Linked DNA regions of Mus musculus: region 2 is linked to region 1. Evidence: chromatin contacts called from public HiChIP or PLAC-seq data. All regions are on one chromosome and are shown on one strand. Each heading gives the region's core, a stretch centred on a gene start, on an enhancer-like site or on the middle of the called end of the contact. The rest is flanking DNA. Distances are from core to core; before and after follow the strand shown. Region 1 has its middle 71 kb from the start of Gm40303. Region 2 has its middle 7.2 kb from the start of Gm40304.

Region 1 (2,700 bases), core at 2-2,501:
GTTAAGATCACTGACTGCTCTTCCAAAGGTCCTGAGTTCAATTCCCAGCAACCATATGGTGGCTCACAATCATCTGTAATGGGATCTGATGCCCTCTTCTGGTGTGTCTAAAGAGAACTACAGTGTACCCATATAAATAAAATAAATCTTTAAAAAAAAAAAAGCAAGACAGAGACAGAGACAGAGAAAGGAAGGAAGGAAGGAAGGAAGCTTTCCTTTAAAAAAAAATGTAGCAGCAGACCCTTCAGGCTCTGCCAGGTCTCAGCTATGATTCCTCATGCTTGCTGACCATCTTGGCTGCTAATATCCCCTCCCTTTTGATGGTATCTTTGCCTCTGAATCCTTAGGAAGCTATATTCTTCATAAAGATGTCAAGGGCTGCTGTGATTTGTCAGCTGAGGATGAAAGAACAAGCTGCTGCCCTTTCCATTCTCTCAACAGCTGGGTCAGGTGCAGGCCCATCACCCCAGGTGCAGGCCCATCGCCCCAGGTGCAGGCCCATCACTCTAGGTACAGGCCCACTGCTCCAGGTGCAGGCCCACTGCTCCAGGTGCAGGTCCATCCCTCCCTCACACAGGCCACCTGCTTGGCTGGGAGCAGCCTTGGGGCCTCAGGAACCTTATAGCATTCATATGTGAGTCAAGCAAGTGAAGACAAGACACAGTGTGGCCACAGGGAAATCAAGGAGATGTTCCTGCAGGATGAAGGAGAAGAGCATTGGAAGTCAGAAGTTCTGCTCTCAGATGTCATCCTTGCCAGGTACTGGGAAGTGTTCACTCTCAAAATCACGAGAGAAGTGCCAAGGCTGCTGCCCTTCAAAGCCATGCACAGCTTCCCTCCAGCTGTATGTGCCAGCTGGCTTTCCTGCCCATCACCACCTGCCCCAGGAAGGTATCTCTCTGTCTTCTGTCAGTTTCTGTCCCAGTACTTACTATTGAGTCCCCTGCTAGGGGGCGGGGACAAAGAGTAGATCTCTCTAAAGGAATCTCACTTCTGTTCTTCTTCACTGAGAAGTAGGGCCATCAAGTGTCTTAGTGTTCTGTTACTGTAATAAAATACTCAGACCAGAAAAAAAAAAAAAAAAAGAGTGAGGAAAACGTTTACTTTTGGCTACTGTGGATATAATCCATCATGTGTGACATGGTGGCAGGGGAAGGAGCTGGCTAGTCATGTTGCAACCATACTGAGGAAGCAGCAAGTAGACCAGAAGGGGAGCTGGCCTGTGAGCCCTGAGGCCCTGCCTTCAGTAACCCACTTCCCGTGGTCAATCTGTCCCTCCAGAGCCTTTACACACAGCACCACCGACTAAGGACCATGTGTTCTACTCATGAGCACATGGGGACAGTTTCCATTCAAACCCCTGTGTGTCCACAAACAGGACAGTGACCAGCCAGCCAGACCTTAGCCAGACGTGCTTCCTTGTACACACCTCCTGCCCTCAGCTCAAATTCTTCCTGTAAACCTAAAGTTTATAACAGTTACCCAAAGTGGACTCGGGGTATTTATAACCCTATCTGTTCTTCCCAATATGGCCAAGTGGATTGAATCTCCCTTTCTGCTTTTGCCAGACATAGGTGTGCTGGGATGGGTGGCCCAACCTTGTCTGCTGGGATTCCTAGATGTGTTTTTCCTCTTAAAACTCTCGTATCAAACCCAAACAACCTGGAATTTGCAAACTTCACTCCTTTAAAATACCCTGTGCCTTTTGTTCATAAAATACACGAATTGTCAGGTGACGCTCTTGATCTGGGGGTTGACAACATGTTCATTAGCTGTGTTTCCAAACCAGCAGCCACAAAGCCTTGCATCTGTGTGCTCTGAGGAGTATAGACCTCACTGGGCTGATAAGGTGGTTTAGTGGCTGTTTGCTCCAGAGCCTGACAACGTAACTTTAACCATCGGGGGTCACATAATAAAAGGAGAGAATTAACTCTTGCAAGTTATCCTCTGACCTCCACAACATGAGCACAGTCTCTCTCTCTCTCTCTCTCTCTCTCTCTCTCTCTCTCTCTCACACACACACACACACACACACTCGAGTTTAAGCCCTGATTATCTTTATAGAAGAATAGGTGCCACATAGTGATTTATACTGGTATCACCTTGACCAGAAGTATATTTGTAGCTTTTTAAATAATGAAAAATTGCTACAATAATTATAATTCTTACAATAAATGCATAGATACCAGGGCTGTATCTGCGGGCTTTGGAAACAATGACATCATTTGTAGCCTTGGTCAACACTGTCTCCTTGTCAGGGAAAGCCTGTATCAGGATGCTGTTTGATGAGGAGGAAGGAGAAGTTGGGGTCACCGAAGGCATGCAACTCTGTTTCAAAGGCATTTGGCTGGGAGGGAGGAAGAAGACAAGGGGAAGTTCATTTTGTTGAATAAAAGCAACCAGGACATATTGTATCAGAGAATAAGAAGCTAGACGAGGACAAGCAACAGGGAGGCGGCAGAGTGAGGCAGAACCGATCTGAGTAGTTGGATGGCGCTTGAATCCAAGCTCTGCCCACACCGTGGACTCAACGTTGCCATCTCTGCAATGGGGACAACTGCAGCATCCCCTCTTGTAGACACCCAGAAGATTAAATAGGCTTCTGAATGTGGTGGCTTTCAGACATAGGTGGCACATGGAATACACACAGCAACAGCTGCTGACTGTTGTCCCAGATGGTTTGACAGTGAACATCATGTG
Region 2 (2,700 bases), core at 82-2,581, 200 kb before region 1:
ATTCCTAACAAGGAGAAGCTGGGAAAAGAGAACTTGATGTGTGTTTGAAGGAGAAATTAAAGATGCCCTATAGGATTTTGGGAAACACGTTTTGAGGAGAAGGCAGTGAGAGCATTTGAACAAGTGAAGTTTATGATGCCCAGGTCTGTGCAGATGTTGAAATGCTAAGTAGTCGAGAGGATTTTGTGGCAGGAAGAGCCTGGCAGGTCAGCTGCCCTTGAATAATCATTATGACACAAGGGAGGGAGGGAGGGAGAGAGGGAGGGAGAGAGAGAGAGAGAGAGAGAGAGAGAGAGAGAGAGAGAGAGAGAGAGAGAGAGAGAGAGAGAGAGAGGAAATAGTGACTTTTCAAGAAGTAAATGCAGGCGGGGCGTGGTGGTGCACGCCTTTAATCCCAGCACTCGGGAGGCAGAGGCAGGCGGATATCTGAGTTCGAGGCCAGCCTGGTCTACAAAGTGAGTTCCAGGACAGCCAGGGCTACACAGAGAAACCCTATCTCAACAAACTCAACAAACCAAAAAAAAAAAAAAAAAAAAAAAAAGAAGAAGAAGAAGAAGAAATGAGTGCAGAATGGACTCCCACTGAATGCCAATTCAAGAGAAGGATCTAGAAAGAAATTTTCAATGAAAACTCAGAAGGAGCCAAGAGAACTGGCTGAGAAGGAAGGTCTAAAGGCCAAGGGAAAGAAGCTGCACACACCTCAACACGCCGTGTTAATCTAGGTAAAAGAAGAGCGAATGTGTCTGTGACGGTTTTGAAAAAGAGGAAGGATTATGGGGTGGAAAAAGCTGAGGGTGGTCACAGACATTGCTAGATTGGTCGCATGCAAGTTCAGGTTGAGAAGTTCTTACACGATGACACGTTTACAAATTCTGGCTAAAACGGTCCACTCTGTACTTTCCCCTTTTCTTTTTTAAACAGTGCTGGGGCTGGAGCTTGGAGCCTCCTCTGTACCAGACACGCCCCCCGGCCCCGGCCCCCACCCCCAGCCCGGGGCAGTGCTTCCAGCTTTGCCTGTGGATTTGCACCCAGTGCCTGGTGCCTCACGTGTCTTCAGGTGCTGTTTGGGTCTGTGCTGCCATCAGGGTAAGGCAGAAAGTGGAAGGAGCTGGAGAACAGAGTCAAATATTCCATTGTAGCTAGTGACACAAATATCATTTGCACTCCAAGTTCCCTTCGCTGCGGTTTCCTCCATCCCCTTTGATTCTGCAAAGTTGTTGAAAACTGATTGCGTTTGGAATCATTTCAATAACCAAAAAAGGATCCGGCCACTTCCCTCACTTCTTCCTCTTTACCCGCTATTCATTTTTCTCAGTTCTCTTACCTTTGGCCATGGGTTGAGCTTCCCCATTCTCCACTTCCCAAAGTCCAAATTAGTACTTCTGGTTGGCATAGCATATTGACTTAAGGGGATTATAAAAATGCTTCTCTGGCCATTTCTTCTGCCTTTCATTCCCTCTGCCTTAAAACACAAAACTAAACCATACAAAAAGAACAACTAAAACCCCTGTTTGATTCTCTGTTTATCTCAGCACATTTCCTACCAAGGAATCTATTTCTCCTGTCTTATTCCTTCGTGGTTTATTTTCTCATTGCCAATTTCTGTGTACTTCTGCCTTTAAAACAGTCTCCCTTTTTACTGTTTTCCCCAGGGTACAATGCCACCTAACATTTTCTTCACTTTCCAAGTACTGTGTGTTTAGGGTGAGTGTGACAATGTCTCCCCCCATAGAACTCCTCCCTTGCTTCCTCTTACCATTCTGTCTAAGATACCACCTTGAATCATTAAAGGAAGAAGACATGTGCATCAAAAAACAGATAAAATATGATGTTTTCCTAAAAAAAAAAAAAAGTCATAGTGAGCAGGTGTGTATACGTTGACACAGACAATGCTGGGCATGGTGGCGCACGTCTTTAATCCCAGCACTCGGGAGGCAGAGGCAGGCGGATTTCTGAGTTCGAGGACAGCCTGGTCTACAAAGTGAGTTCCAGGACAGTCAGGGCTACACAGAGAGACCCTGTCTCGAAAAACCAAAAACCAACCAACCAACCAAACATTGACACAGACAAGAGTGGTGGTGGGTTTTCCCAAAGGAGGGGTAGAGAAACCAGGGAGGCTCCCTGGAGAAGGTGAAGAGACAAGAAAGAAGTCCCATGGAAACGCAAAGGTATGAGAAGGTAGTAGTATTTTAAGGAGAAACACTTTTCAAAGCTAAAGGAGGTGGGGCTATTTCTATTGATTTGCAAACCACCACCATTTTCAACAAGCAACGCCAGACAACCGCACTGACTGGACAATTTATCCGAGCTGCTGTGTGACTGGTAGTGGTTTGTTTCTGTACTCTTGGGGCAACTAAACATTTCTTTATTAATTTATGTATTTATTCATTTTGCATCCAGATCCACTCTACAAATCCCTCTCCCCACTTCCCCCTCCCCTTCTTCTTAGAGAAGGGTAAGTCCCCCTTGGTTACCATCCCCACCCCAGGACATCCAGTCACAGCAAGACTAAGCACTAAGGACTAAGGAAACTAATTGTCTCCCACTGAGACCTGACCAGGTAGTCCAGTCCAGGGGAAAGGGAGCCATTGGCAGGCGAGAGAGAGAGAGAGAGAGAGAGAGAGAGAGAGAGAGAGAGAGAGAGAGAGAGAGGCTCCTCTCTACTGTTAGGGGACCAGACAGCTAACACAGTAAGCCTTG

What was found. HiChIP or PLAC-seq counts read pairs in DNA pulled down with a chosen protein or histone mark.
Region 2: an H3K27ac HiChIP or PLAC-seq map of acute myeloid leukemia shows a contact between it and region 1, with 4 times the contacts expected there. The contact joins two enhancer-like sites. A contact is called at or near these places in 6 of 115 datasets of contacts at active chromatin or transcription factors (acute myeloid leukemia, bone marrow-derived macrophages, embryonic stem cells and 1 more).

Annotation. Positions count from the first base shown.
Region 1 is chr5:53,336,507-53,339,206 of GRCm38.p6, reverse strand. No RefSeq gene overlaps it. Among named protein-coding and RNA genes, the nearest start is that of Gm40303, 71 kb to the right of the region's middle. Within about 2 kb of position 1,251, at least 24 of the 459 cell types and tissues checked have an H3K27ac peak or open chromatin away from gene starts, as enhancers often do. A contact at or near this core is called in acute myeloid leukemia and bone marrow-derived macrophages, where this site is marked.
Region 2 is chr5:53,538,557-53,541,256 of GRCm38.p6, reverse strand. No RefSeq gene overlaps it. Among named protein-coding and RNA genes, the nearest start is that of Gm40304, 7.2 kb to the left of the region's middle. Within about 2 kb of position 1,331, at least 50 of the 459 cell types and tissues checked have an H3K27ac peak or open chromatin away from gene starts, as enhancers often do. A contact at or near this core is called in acute myeloid leukemia and bone marrow-derived macrophages, where this site is marked.